Regions from separate parts of the Pan troglodytes genome. Here region 1 is linked to region 2. Evidence: chromatin contacts called from public Hi-C data. All regions are on one chromosome and are shown on one strand. The core of a region is the stretch at or near the end of the contact, and the rest is flanking DNA. Distances in the headings are between cores, read along the strand shown. Region 1 overlaps SRC (SRC proto-oncogene, non-receptor tyrosine kinase). Region 2 overlaps RPN2 (ribophorin II).

Region 1 (3,470 bases), core at 350-2,849, 180 kb after region 2:
GTTGAGAACGGAAGGAGGCACCAGTCACCCTGGTGAAGTGGCCAGGGAACAGCATTTGGGCAGTGGGAATGGTATGTGTGAAGGCCCTGTGGCTGGAGTGAGCTCCCAGCCATCTCTGCTTCAAACCTCCTGCTGTATGGCCTTGGCTGCCACTTTTAGCACCTTTCCCCAGCGTTAGGCAATTCCCGTCAGCCACGTATTCATTCAACAAACCCTCAATGAGCCCCCTCCATGTGCTAGGTGCCCGGGACATAGGCGTGGCTCAGATACTGTCCCTGCCAGGAGGGAGGGAAACAGTGACTCAGGGGGAGGTGGGTGGGTAAGGTCAGGGCTTCTGATTATGAGGCATTTCTTCCGTTCCTGGCGCTGGACCGAGGAAGCCCTTTACGGATGGATGCCATCCTTACGTTCATTTTACAGATGAAGACATCGAGGTTTTGAGAGGCTAACTCTCCCAAAAAGGCTGGTGCCCCTGTCCCCCATTTTTTTCTTTTTCTTTTCTTTTCTTTTTTTTTTTTTAAAAAGAGTATTCCTCTGACGCCCAGGCTGGAGTGCAGTGGCAGGATCTGAGCTCACTGCAGCCTCTGCCTCCCCTGTTCAAGCGATTCTCCTGCCTCACCCTCCGGAGTAGCTGGGACTACAGGCGCGTGCCACCATGCCCGGCTAATTTTTTTTTCAAGTAGAGCCCGGGTTTCCGCGTGTTGGCCAGGCAGGTCTCGAACTCCTGACCTCAAGTGATCCGCCGGCCTCGGCCTCCCAAAGTGCTGGGATTACAGCCGTGAGCCACCGCGCCCGGCCCTGCTGCCTCTCTTTGGGCCTCGTTTTCCCTATCTGTGGAATGGGTGGGAGGGAGGCCGGCCAAGGGGCCCCGGCAGCCCTGCCAGTTCCAGTGTCTTCTCTCTCTCCTGCCAGGACCATGGGTAGCAACAAGAGCAAGCCCAAGGATGCCAGCCAGCGGCGCCGCAGCCTGGAGCCCGCCGAGAACGTGCACGGCGCTGGCGGGGGCGCTTTCCCCGCCTCGCAGACCCCCAGCAAGCCAGCCTCGGCCGACGGCCACCGCGGCCCCAGCGCGGCCTTCGCCCCCGCGGCCGCCGAGCCCAAGCTGTTCGGAGGCTTCAACTCCTCGGACACCGTCACCTCCCCGCAGAGGGCGGGCCCGCTGGCCGGTCAGTGCGCGGGCGGCGCGGGGTCCTCGTCCACCTGGGGCCACGGCGGGGAGGCGGCGGGGCTGTGTGCCCGGGGTCGCCCCCTCTGCGCAGGCCCTTCCTCTCGCCAGGGGTAGCGCCCCTGGGTGACTTGGGTGTGCGGGGCGGGGGGGGGGGGGGGGGGGCGTACACACTGTGAAGCATCCACGCCGCCGCCGCTGGCTTTGGGGTGGAGCAGGCGCAGAGGACGCGGGGTGTGGTGATGGGGTCCTAGTGGGACGCTGAGGCCCAGAGAGAGGGGCGGCGCGGGGACCGGGCCTGCTGCTGCCTGGCGCCCAGTCCTTTTTCGTTGCCTGGGTCCGCCCAGAGATGAGTCGGGACGCGCGGCCCACGTGCGGCGGAGGGGCAGCTGGGTCGCGCGGGGAACGGGGCACCGGACGGCCCCGGCTGGGCCCGCGCCAGGATGCGCCCCTGCGCCCTCTGCTGGCGCTCTGCGGTCACCGCAGCCCCGGAGAGGGCCGTTTTGGAGAGCCGCGGCGGTGCCCCAGACATTCCACGCAGACTTCACTCCTTCACTCAGACCCGTTCACTCTCCCCACAGGCACACGCTGGGCCACACACACGGCTACACCCCCGCCAGGGACACGCACACATGCGGGGTGGAGGCAGGGTCACAGACACCCGCAGACACATCCCCATCGCAGATGTACCCAGATACAAACTCACATGCACAGGTGACCTCACACTTGTAGCTGAAGACACACGCACATGCCGTCAGAAGCGCATTCAGAGACACACACAAGACACAGACACACGCTCAGCTGGAAATCACAATCTCACCATCGTGGCCGCCCAGGAGACAGATACACACAGGTGCATCGAGAACATGAGAACACTCAGAGACACGCGGACAGGCATGGACCCTTCAGACGCAGACGCACGCCCAAGCGAGAGAAACAGACCCACAGACACACCATTCATTTGTTCAATAAGTATATGTGGAGCTCCTACTACAGGCCAGGGCTCCTCTGCTGCCCGGGCCCCAGCGGTGCAGACAGAACCCACCTGGGGGAAGGAAGCAAAGGGCAGCTCGTGGAGGGTGTTAGAAGGGGCGCTGCTGCGAAGGCGCAAAACAGGCAGGGAGGGAGGGCTGGGGGATGTGAGGAGGTGGAGGCTGTAGCTTAAAATGGTGGAAGGGGGTACGGGGGCCTTTTTGAGGGGGCAGTTACTTGGAGCCAAATCTTCCTGGACACCAGGAGTGCCCAGAGTGACACACTTTATAGAGAGAGAGCGAGCCTCCTGGGGCAGTGTTCTTCATTCACCGCTTCGTTCAGCCTATAGCTCTTTCTTGAGCACCTACTATGTGCCTGGGTCTGGAAACAAAACAAAGATGCTTGTTATTGGCGACTTCTGCTCCTAGAGCAAGACAGGCACCAAACAGATAAGCCAGCACCCAGCACTGCCCAAAGCCCCGGGGACGGACGCGGACAGGAAGGGATGCTCCCGCTCCCACACGCCCTTGCAGGGACGCGCAGATACACGGATGCAGTGGACACGTGCACAGGCCCATCTTCACTGAACCTGACTGTGTCTTTGGGCTGAGCACTTGTGTGTGGGAGACAAATCCACTCCTCCTGGGTACAGGGCCATCCTGCCCATGCCTTCCCTGGCTGTGGCCCCACTGTTCTGACACACCCCACCCCTCTCTGCAGGTGGAGTGACCACCTTTGTGGCCCTCTATGACTATGAGTCTAGGACGGAGACAGACCTGTCCTTCAAGAAAGGCGAGCGGCTCCAGATTGTCAACAACACGTGAGTGCCCCCTTCCCTATTGCCCCTCAGGGCTGGGTGGTGGGACTTCAAAGCGGGCAGGGGCTCATGCAGGATCTGGCATCAGGGCAGCACAGTGCAGAGCCGAGGGCAGTGCGAAGCCCAGGGCAGTGTGGAGGCAGGCGCCTGCTGCACTCTCGCCCTGGGCAGCACCTGCTGTTGCTCCCCCAGCCATGGGGAACTCCTCCCAATCCCTGGCTCTCGCTTGCTCCCTCCAGCCCTCTCTCAGCTTCTCCCTCTCTCTGCTTCTCTCTCGCTGGCCCTTAGGAGGAAGGTGGATGTCAGGTGTGTACATGCTCCGTGGGCGGCGGGCTGGGTGGGGTGCTTCGCGGGGGGTGGGGGCTGCTGTCTGCATGTGCTTCCACTCCCTGCCTGTGATCTCTGGCTCTCTTGGCTGCTCCCCACCTCCCAGCTTCTCCTCTCCCCCCTCCACCAATTTGATTAGGTCCTGGACCTTAACGCAGGCTGCGATCAGGGGCCCTTCCATTGCACTCT
Region 2 (3,435 bases), core at 227-2,726:
CAGACAGACTTAGGTTTGAACACCAGCTATTTCATTCCTTGTGTCTGACTTTGGCCAAATTTCTAACTTCTCTGAGCCTTGCCTTTAAAATGAAACCCATAATTCTTACATCAAAGCAACTGACAGGATTAAGTGAGATAATAGGTGTGAAGACCCTAGCGCAGTGCCTGGTTCTTGGTGGGCGTGTAGGAAACGGAGTTCCTTTTGTGGACCATTTGTTTGTTAGGTCCCTAACAAACAGGTCCCCCTTCTTAGAGAGTTTGTTACTTCCTTTGTTGTTGTTATTTGTATGTTAGGTCATAAGCTTTTTTTTTTTTTTTTTGAGACAGGGTCTCACTGTGTCATCTAGGCTGCAGTGCAATGCGATCATATTTAAAGCTCACTACAACCTCAAACTCCTGAGCTTGAGCGATCCTCCCACCTTAGCCTTCTGAGTAGCTGGGACTATAATCACATGCCACCACACCCAGCCATAAGCTTTACTTGCAGTGCTTAGAGAGCCTGGCACATGGTCTGTACCCAACGGAGTTAATAAAGGATGAAACTATACTTTTGTGTTTCTGCTGTCTTGTAGAAAGCTTATAGGTAGGAAGAACATACGCTTTGGAGCAGAAAGAACTGTGTTCAAATCCATTCTTCCACTCAACCTCTGTGACCATGAGTGGGTTGTTTAGCCCCCCTAAACCTCAGTGTTCTCATATGCAAACCGGGAGAATGTCTCGTAGGGTCATTGTGAAATCCAACTGGTAGGTTGCCTTATATTACTATTAATTTGCCCTATTAAAGGCAAGCTGATATAAATTAGAACTCTTCTGAATGGGCCTTCTATATTTAAATGGGCTTTTTCTAGGAAGTGTATGTTTGTAAACTTGTCTTGAATGGAAAAAAAGAAAATACTTGTAGGTTTGAATGAACCACCTGAGAAGATCTCATTGTAGTCTGTCATAAATCAATTTCTCTGAATCATCTGCTATATATTAGCAAGATAAGATCTGCTTTCTTAGTGTTCGAATACAGTATTATGCTCCAGAGAAAAAGAAATTGCTGGCTGGGGAATAAGTAATTAAAGCCAGTGACAAAACTTTCTAAAACTCAGTGGATTAATTTCATTCTAAAACTTCTGAGGTTGTTACCAGCACGGCACTCTCTCATTCCAAAGAGAAAAAAATGATACCTTAATTGAGAAGTTCTTTCTAGGCTATCTTAACTGCCTTTTCTGAGCACAGCGTTTATCACGGGCAGATGTGTGATTTTTGTCTTGTTTGGAAATTCAGGTTTCATTTTCTCAAGTGTATGATAACAGCAAGCATCCCAGAGGTGTCGTTGAATACTCTGGGGCTTGTCTCTCTGTAAATTGTGACTCTGCTGTTTTCCAACTTGTCATCTTAATGGAATGAGTTTCCCATGGAGAGTATCTAAATTGTTATGTTCTTGACATAAGCAGACAGATTCTTGCTCTACATTCCCTGACATATTGACTTGATAAGTGGTGGTTTTACACAAGGGCCCAGTCATCTCTTAGGAATTAGGAAACCATTCGGGGTGGAAGCAGCAGTCTGTTTAACCACCAGGGGGCCTCTTCTCTCCCAGTTTCACCCAGAAAAGCACCATTTATATTTTCCAAATTATCTGCATTAAGATAATAGAATCTAATAAGTCTTACATGTATACATCTATCATGTTCCATCTTAAAAAGCTTATCTTCCAGAATTATAGATAAAAATATATGAATAAGCCATAAAAAAGAATGAAGTGCAGATACATGCTACAACATGGATGAGCCTTGAAAACATTCTGTTGAGTGAAAGAAGCCAGACATAAAAGGACACAGATTGTATGATTCCATTTCTGTGAAATAGCAGAATAGGCAAATCCGTAGAGATAGAACATAGATTGCTGGTTGCTGAGGGCTAAGGGGAGACACAATGGGGAGAAACTGCTCGGTGGGTTTTATCTATTTTTTTTGGAGACAGGGTCTCACTCTGTCACTTAGGCTGAGTGCAGTGGTGCAATCACAGCTCACTGAAGCCTCAACCTCCCTAGCTCAAGTGATCCTCCTACCTCAGCCTCTTGAGTACCTGGGACTATAGGCATGTGCCACCATACCCAGCTAATATTTAAACTTTTTGTAAAGATGAGGTCTCACTGTATTGCCCAGGCTGGTTTCGAACCCCCAGGCTTAAGTGATCCTCCCGCCTCGGCCTCCCAAAGTATTGGGATTACAGGTGTGAGCCACCGTGCTCAACCAATGGGTTTTATTTTAGACTGATGGAAATATTTGGGAACTAGACAGGTGGTAGTTGCACAACATTGTGAATGTAGTAAGCACCCCTGAATTGTTTGCTTTTTAAAATGGTTAATTTTATGTGAATTTTGCTTCAATCTTTTTTTTTTTTTTTTTTTTTTCTGAGACAGGGTCTCACTCTATTGCTCAGGCTGGAGTGCAGTGGCTCACTGCAACCTCTGCTTCCTGGGCCTCAGCCTCCCAAGTAGTTGGGACTACAAGCACACGCTACCATACCTGGCTCATTTTTAGTATTTTTAGTAGAGATGGGGTTTCACCATCTTACCCAGGCTGGTCTTGAACTCCTGGGCTCAAGGAATTTGCCTGCTTCAGACTCCCAAAATGCTGGGATTACAGGAGTGAGCCACTGCGCCCAGCCCAATGCCCACGGTTCTTCTTGCCAGTTCTGTTGTCTGGGTTGCCTTCTCAGCTGTGATGATCTTTTCCAGGTTTTGTCACACCTGTCCTAACTGGATTATAAGTAAACTCCTTAAAGGCTGAGACCAACTTGTACTTCTAAAGAACAAGAGTAGGATATTTGTGAAAATGTCCAAGTACGGGAAGGGGTGAGTGGATGAAACAAGACTTGCCATTCATTGGGGTTCTACTCTTTACCTTCCAGAACGGTCCAGGCTCTGCAGACAGCATCCCACCTGTCCCAGCAGGCTGACCTGAGGAGCATCGTGGAGGAGATTGAGGTGTGAATCTTTTGCCAAATGCATCTCCCAGCTCCTGTCTTTGACACTCTGCAGAAGAATCTTGCAGATAGCCATGCATGATCTGTTACTACAGGTTACACTGCTTCTTATATCCATGGCACACTTGTGTTCTTTGTATTAAGGTATTGTGTCCTGAGGAATATTTGTGCCTATTACATAATAGGTCCTCAGGACGTGGTGACTGTGGTTTTTATTATTGCTCTATCCTTGCCTTTGCCCAGAATATCATGCTCCTCTGGGACCTCTGTCATGGACTGCCTGGCAGGGGTGACAAGCAGTCCTGATGGTGTTCTCACTGGATGCTTCACAGGCACGTTGGTTGCCTAGTCATGTTGCCTAGGAGAGCAGTATATCTCTCTTTGTCTTTTGGAGCATTAAGAAATTCTGGGAAACGCTGTGCTTTGTAGGTTGTATTCAAATGGATGGCCACGG

Evidence for each region. A called contact is a pair of places that touch in the nucleus more often than the background predicts.
Region 1: a contact with region 2 is called in a Hi-C map of stem cell-derived neural progenitor cells, with 4 times the contacts expected there. The contact joins two enhancer-like sites. A contact is called at or near these places in 1 of 7 Hi-C or Micro-C datasets (stem cell-derived neural progenitor cells) and 1 of 1 other capture datasets (stem cell-derived neural stem cells).

Annotation. Positions count from the first base shown.
Region 1 is chr21:43,621,067-43,624,536 of NHGRI_mPanTro3-v2.0_pri, forward strand. SRC (SRC proto-oncogene, non-receptor tyrosine kinase) reads left to right here. Exons shown (of 15, transcript XM_054674765.2): 3 at 913-1,166; 4 at 2,858-2,957; 5 at 3,243-3,260. The coding sequence starts at 917. Among named protein-coding and RNA genes, the nearest start is that of SRC, 57 kb to the left of the region's middle. Within about 2 kb of position 1,600, at least 6 of the 24 cell types and tissues checked have an H3K27ac peak or open chromatin away from gene starts, as enhancers often do. A contact at or near this core is called in stem cell-derived neural progenitor cells, where this site is marked.
Region 2 is chr21:43,439,240-43,442,674 of NHGRI_mPanTro3-v2.0_pri, forward strand. It overlaps RPN2 (ribophorin II), which reads left to right. Exons shown (of 17, transcript XM_016937887.4): 5 at 2,907-2,982. Among named protein-coding and RNA genes, the nearest start is that of MROH8, 23 kb to the left of the region's middle. Within about 2 kb of position 1,477, at least 3 of the 24 cell types and tissues checked have an H3K27ac peak or open chromatin away from gene starts, as enhancers often do. A contact at or near this core is called in stem cell-derived neural progenitor cells, where this site is marked.